Regions from separate parts of the Gossypium arboreum genome. Here region 2 is linked to region 1. Evidence: chromatin contacts called from public Hi-C data. All regions are on one chromosome and are shown on one strand. Each heading gives the region's core, a stretch centred on a gene start, on an enhancer-like site or on the middle of the called end of the contact. The rest is flanking DNA. Distances are from core to core; before and after follow the strand shown. Region 1 overlaps LOC108473386 (ubiquitin carboxyl-terminal hydrolase 16-like). Region 2 holds the start of LOC108478737 (BEACH domain-containing protein B-like).

Evidence for each region. Hi-C and Micro-C count contacts between places; a contact is called where the count stands out from the background.
Region 2: a contact with region 1 is called in a Hi-C map of leaf, with 3 times the contacts expected there. The contact joins the promoter of LOC108478737 here to the enhancer-like site in region 1. A contact is called at or near these places in 2 of 5 Hi-C or Micro-C datasets (both in leaf).

Annotation. Positions count from the first base shown.
Region 1 is chr3:119,434,954-119,437,866 of ASM2569848v2, forward strand. LOC108473386 (ubiquitin carboxyl-terminal hydrolase 16-like) reads left to right here. Exons shown (of 12, transcript XM_053025828.1): 12 at 1-184. Among protein-coding and RNA genes, the nearest start is that of LOC108473386, 9.1 kb to the left of the region's middle. Within about 2 kb of position 1,403, at least 2 of the 2 cell types and tissues checked have an H3K27ac peak or open chromatin away from gene starts, as enhancers often do. A contact at or near this core is called in leaf, where this site is marked.
Region 2 is chr3:119,843,801-119,846,500 of ASM2569848v2, forward strand. It overlaps LOC108478737 (BEACH domain-containing protein B-like), which reads left to right and starts at 1,401. Exons shown (of 41, transcript XM_053025837.1): 1 at 1,401-1,682; 2 at 2,214-2,356; 3 at 2,658-2,700. The coding sequence starts at 2,238.

The DNA.
Region 1 (2,913 bases), core at 153-2,652:
GTAATGTACTTACTCATGTAGTTAGCTTAGCTATGTTTAAAGAAAGCAGCCTATCCCTTCTTGTTCATAGCTTCCCGTTCTCTAGGTAAATAATACACCAGCCTAATCTTCAGGCCTCGGTTTAGCATAATTGATGGCTTAACTTTTGAAAAAATAAAAAAGGAAGTTTTCATTTCATCGAAAATGTAATTTTAATTTGGTAAAAAAGTTGTAAATTAGCCCATAACGTTGTATCTTTTTTGTATTGAGCAAGTAAAAATCCAACGAATTAACGCTTATTGCATGAACTTAGAACTTATAGATTATTTCGTATAACATAGATTATTTCGTATTTTCAGTCATTTCGTAATTTTCACTATCCAAACCACTTTTTGTATAATTATTTTCCCTCTTCTCTTTTGTTAGTGTAATGCAAATATCTTTCACTTCATTCGTCTTTCCACATCATGATATTCAATAGAATTTTCAATTTCACACCCAACACGTGTACCTTTTTCCACCCCCTAAATGGTGCCTCCCTTGACTACATGCACGTATTACACAGCCCTGTATATACATGCACAGTAGTGTCACTTCGTACCTATCACGACCGCGTATTACTCAACCTTGTATATAAAATAAAGTTGAATAATTTCGTTTCAGTCAAAAGCATGCCAAAGGGCGAACTTTGTTTCGTCAAAGAAATTGAATTTTATTTTGTAGGAGTAGAAAAGTATGGAATAAATTTTTTCGCCCATCAATGAAAAGCCTATTTGAAGGAAGAAAGAGTTGGTTGGTTTTTGAAAAGCAGATTTAGATTAAAAGCTAATCATATTTGAAGAAAGGCCAACATTTTGATTTACGAGGGAATAAGGGCTTGACTTTTCAAGCACCTTTTAAGTCAGAAGCGATGTCTCAAAAAGCTAATGGCTTATTGTGGTGTCACGATTTTAGAGAGAAAGAATATGAATTTGATTTTAGGATACAAGTAGTGACATCATATTCATAGATGAAACATATTTTTTATAGACAAAAGTCGTAACGTTTAATGAGTTGAAGTGAATAATATCTTGTAATATGATGTGAATCGTGACATTTATTAGCAGAGAAGCCATGAAACTTACATTGACCATATATTAGAACTGGTACATATGGTTATTCCAGCTTCAACATTCAAGGCGCATTTTGGGGACAAAACCATGAGGTTAACAATACCTTATAAAACTAGTCTATATAATGAAACAGTGAGTGCCTGCGGGGTCACATGGACTCATACTATTCATCAAAAACGAAAAGACAAAAAAGGAGGAAGAAAAGAAAAACCAAAATGATGCGCAAGCGCAAGTGGGAAATGTTGTACTTCTCGTGGCGGCCGTTGAAAAGGCAGCAAGTGTCCCACCACTTGGAAGAATGCATGAAAATGCAATATTATTGCATTTTATCAACTGTCATCAATGGAACTTCTATAACAACTTGGAGCTAAAATGGGACCCTCATCCCATCCCCCAACTAATTGTCTAAAGACAGATCAAATCTCAAAATGGGCAAATTGCATAACTTTCTTCCTTGCCTCTTCCATGCCTTGTTTTTGTTCACGCAAAAGTGTTTTAGCCATTGATTTTTACCCTGAAAAAACCTTCAGCCAGGAGTAACTTTTTCTTTGAATCGCATATTTGTATATATACATATATATGCATGTCTCGGAGATGTCGGGGCAACGCAACAAGACACAATCAGACAAGTCATGGATGGTTGTCTTAAAAGATCCTTTTCATCTTTAATAATATATACATACATACATACATATATCAGTGTCAAAACTAAGTCCTGTTTTGGGCCGAAAGACTGTGGCATTTGGCCGTGCCTCTCTTGATCTCACCGTTATACAAACTTAGCATCTTACCGTAAAATATAGTATGTATTTGATCTCTGAGAGATTATTTTGTTCCAAAATTCCTCTTGTAATTGATCTGCATCACCAAGCAAAACTACAAAAAGGGTTTTTACACCGGCATGCACAACATATTACGACTATTTTTTTTTCTTTCAAAATCCCTTAATTCCTCCAATAAATTTAGTAAAACTATATATATATATATATATATATTACTAAAGAGCTTATCAACCGATACAGCCAAATGAGTCGGAATTGAAGAGTCGAGCTCTTTAGCTCTCTCTGGATAGGTAGTGAAATTAGATTCAATAAGATTAAAAATAACGGTGGCGGTGATATTATTTACTATATCAGTAAAATTAAATAATGTACCATTGAAGTTAAAACTAATGGTGAAATATATGTTTGGATTCAAATGCAACTTATTAAGGGTAATAGTTGACAGAAACTATCACAACTATTCACCTGATGAGCTGAGAGAGGTGAGGTTATAGGGGACGGGGAGGAGAATGAAAAACAGATGGAGGGGGAGGGAAGTGTGTGTTGATAGAGCAGTGTCTGTGTCCTTATGGGATTTGGAGAGGTATTTAAGGGGTCATTTGTAAGCCATGTGTCTTCTTTTGATTGGGGGTTGTCATACGGCGTAGGCCTATCCTTAAGTTGACTATGCGACTTGATGTGACGAAGTGGCAGGATATGTTAATGATGAGTGACAATGATCTTGTCAAGGTGGTATGGTTGAGCTTAGCATGGCCATGGTCCTAGTAAGGTATAGTGCTCAAGTGAGGCATGGTGCTCGATGATGTAATGTCCTTAGTGAGGTCTGGTGAAATATGTGTAGAACCATTGTAGTTGTGATCAAGCGAAAATAAAAAAATGACTATTAAGTATGTTAGACTAAAAATTGTATATAAGAATTTTTTTATTTAATTTATTTTTATAAAATTATTAAAAATATGTCAAATTATAATTTTATTAATAAAATACTAATATTTTCACCATTGTTGTGTCATTCCTAGCTTAATGATTTTCACCATTGT
Region 2 (2,700 bases), core at 151-2,650, 410 kb after region 1:
AGTATGGAAATTGAAAAATGTGTATATAACAAAGGGTAAACTATTAAAATAGTCAATTTTATTTTCCTTAGTTTACATTTTAGTCACTTATGTTTGAAATGTTATGTTTTAGTCATTGACATTATTGTATTGTAACATTTTAGTCATTGAGTCATTAATTACCTTTACCAGTATAACAGTAAGGTAATATGGCACGTTAAATCATCATTTTAAACGAAAATTTTAGGTTAAATTATACAATTGGTCCCTATATTTTTTCGTTTTGAGCAATTTAATTTTTTCTTTTATGTCTTTTTAACTTTTTTTCTTTATTTTCCATTCTGTTTTGCTTCTCCCTCCATTTTCCTCACTTCTCTATTTATTTTAACATAGTTTTTCTTTTCATTTGTTAAAACCAGTCCTTATACTTTTATTTTATTTTGGTATTGGGTATTTCCTGTACGTTCTATTTAATCTTCCTTTTGATTAGTTTTTAATATGTTTTCAGCTTAGGGTAACAATTTTGTATTGATCTTCAATGAAACCCAAAATAAAGATTTTTTTTAATTTTTTTTTTTTTGCTTATTATAGACAATTGTGAAATGAGGTATCTAATATTTTACAGTTATTGATGAAGCCATACAAAGGATCCAAAAACGGATTATTGTGATGATTTATAAAATTGCTTGAACTAGATATTTTAATGAAGATCATCATGATACTAGTTAACCCTTCTGATCTCATCAGGGTTAACTTTGTTTTTAGTTCTTGGCATCAATTTGGTAAGCAAATCAATATCTTTGGTAGAATTTAGCTTGGTGTTCTATTATGTATCAAAGAAGAATTGGTATTGATTAATTCAATAGGATCGATTTCATTCATCTTGTAGTGATCGAAAATGGTCTCTAGGTTTACATAGAGTATGTAATCAAAGATATTTGGCTTTAACAAATAAAGAAATAAAAAGAAAAAATTAAATTGTTCAAAAAATAAAAGTATAGGGACTAGTTTTAATAAATGGAAAACATAAAAAAACTATGTTAAAAGAAATGGAGAAGAGATGAAAACAATGGGAGAAATAGAAGAGAATGGAAATTAAAGAAAAAAAGTTAAAAGGAACATAAAAAATAATAATTAAATTACTCAAAACGAAAAAAAGATAGGGATCAATTGTATAAATTAACCTAAAATTTTCGTTTGAAATGATAATTTAACATGCCATGTCAGCTTAACGTTTCACTGTTAACAACAATTAACGGCTCAGTGACTAAAATGTTATAATATGATAACATAAATGACTAAAACGTAACATTTCAAATATAAATAACTAAAATGTAATTTGAAATAAACAAAAGTGACTATTTTGATAGTTTACCCTAAAACAAAAGTGAAATCGTGAATTAAAAGGAAATAGTGGTATAGTTGGAAGGCTTAAGTTGGAAGGCTTAAGTTGGAAGGCTTAGGCCTATTTCATTCTATGGATTAAATGCTCCGATAATTATTTATTTCTTTTTTTGCCTTTAACCTTCTTCTTTGTCCCTTTTATTTCCTTTTTTATTTTAGTATTCGCTAATTAATTATTTCTCTCTTTAAATTTCTCACTGAACTCCATTGAAATAAGCTCAACGAAACAATCAGAAGTCAGATCTTGCATCATAAACCCTAGAATTCAAGACAAGACTCCAGCTGTTTGATCTGATCGGGTACTTTTACTTTTCGCAACTAACGACTGCTTTATTTCTATCGTCTTTAATTTGATTTTGCTTGTATGATCGACTATCATCCGCGAGATCTCTCTTCATTTCTCTTTACTTTTGAGATTCTTAATCTTCAATAGCGTGTTTTTGAATGTTTCTCCATTTTATTATCTTCGTGGAAATGTAATAACTACCATCGGTATTACTTAAATTAAATGACTTTCATAACTAATAAATTTTACCGGCTTAGCGAAAAAAAAAAAAAGACTTAGCTCTTTCCATTTTATTCGGCGTAGAATTTTTCTGTAGAAGAAGATGAAAGTGGATTTACAACAGGGGTGATAGTAAGTTTTTAAAAAGAGTAAATAAATAAATTATCTGTTCCGAGTTATTTGATAAACTGAATTTATAACTGCCTAGGTTACTATTTTGAATCATTTCAGTGTGGTGTGATATGTACAGCTGGATTGATATTGGCTAAAAGTGATGGTCTGGGATGGCCATCTGTTTATTGATTGTTGCATTGTGAAGCTGTAGTTATTGCAAATCTTTGCGGACAGCATGAATATTGTGAAAGGTGTGGCTGATCTTATTCGTCGGACATCTAGTGGCCAAACTGGAGATTCACCAGGGGCACAAGGGGAGAGGTTGTCTCCTCCTACTCCAAGGATTTGCTTCAGGTACTGATGCTTGATGATTGATAATTGATGGTTGTTATTTTATTTTACTTTTTAAATATGTGGTGATACAAAGGAGTTTTTGAGTGAGTAAAATTTGGGACTGCTGAGCATTTTAGTTTAAACTTACTGTTCTACAAGTTTGATTAGTTCCTTATTTGACGGGAGTCCAGCTGTACTAATTCATTGTTTGGAGGTTTAGATTAATCCACTTGGTGCTTTTGGATGCACTTGATTTACCTTATCATTTTATTCAAGCTGAACTTTATTATTATCTTTTCCCCTTTGGGTTACTATCTTCCAGTGAAGGAAATGATGAGGCAGTTTTGAGTTCACTGTGGGAGAGA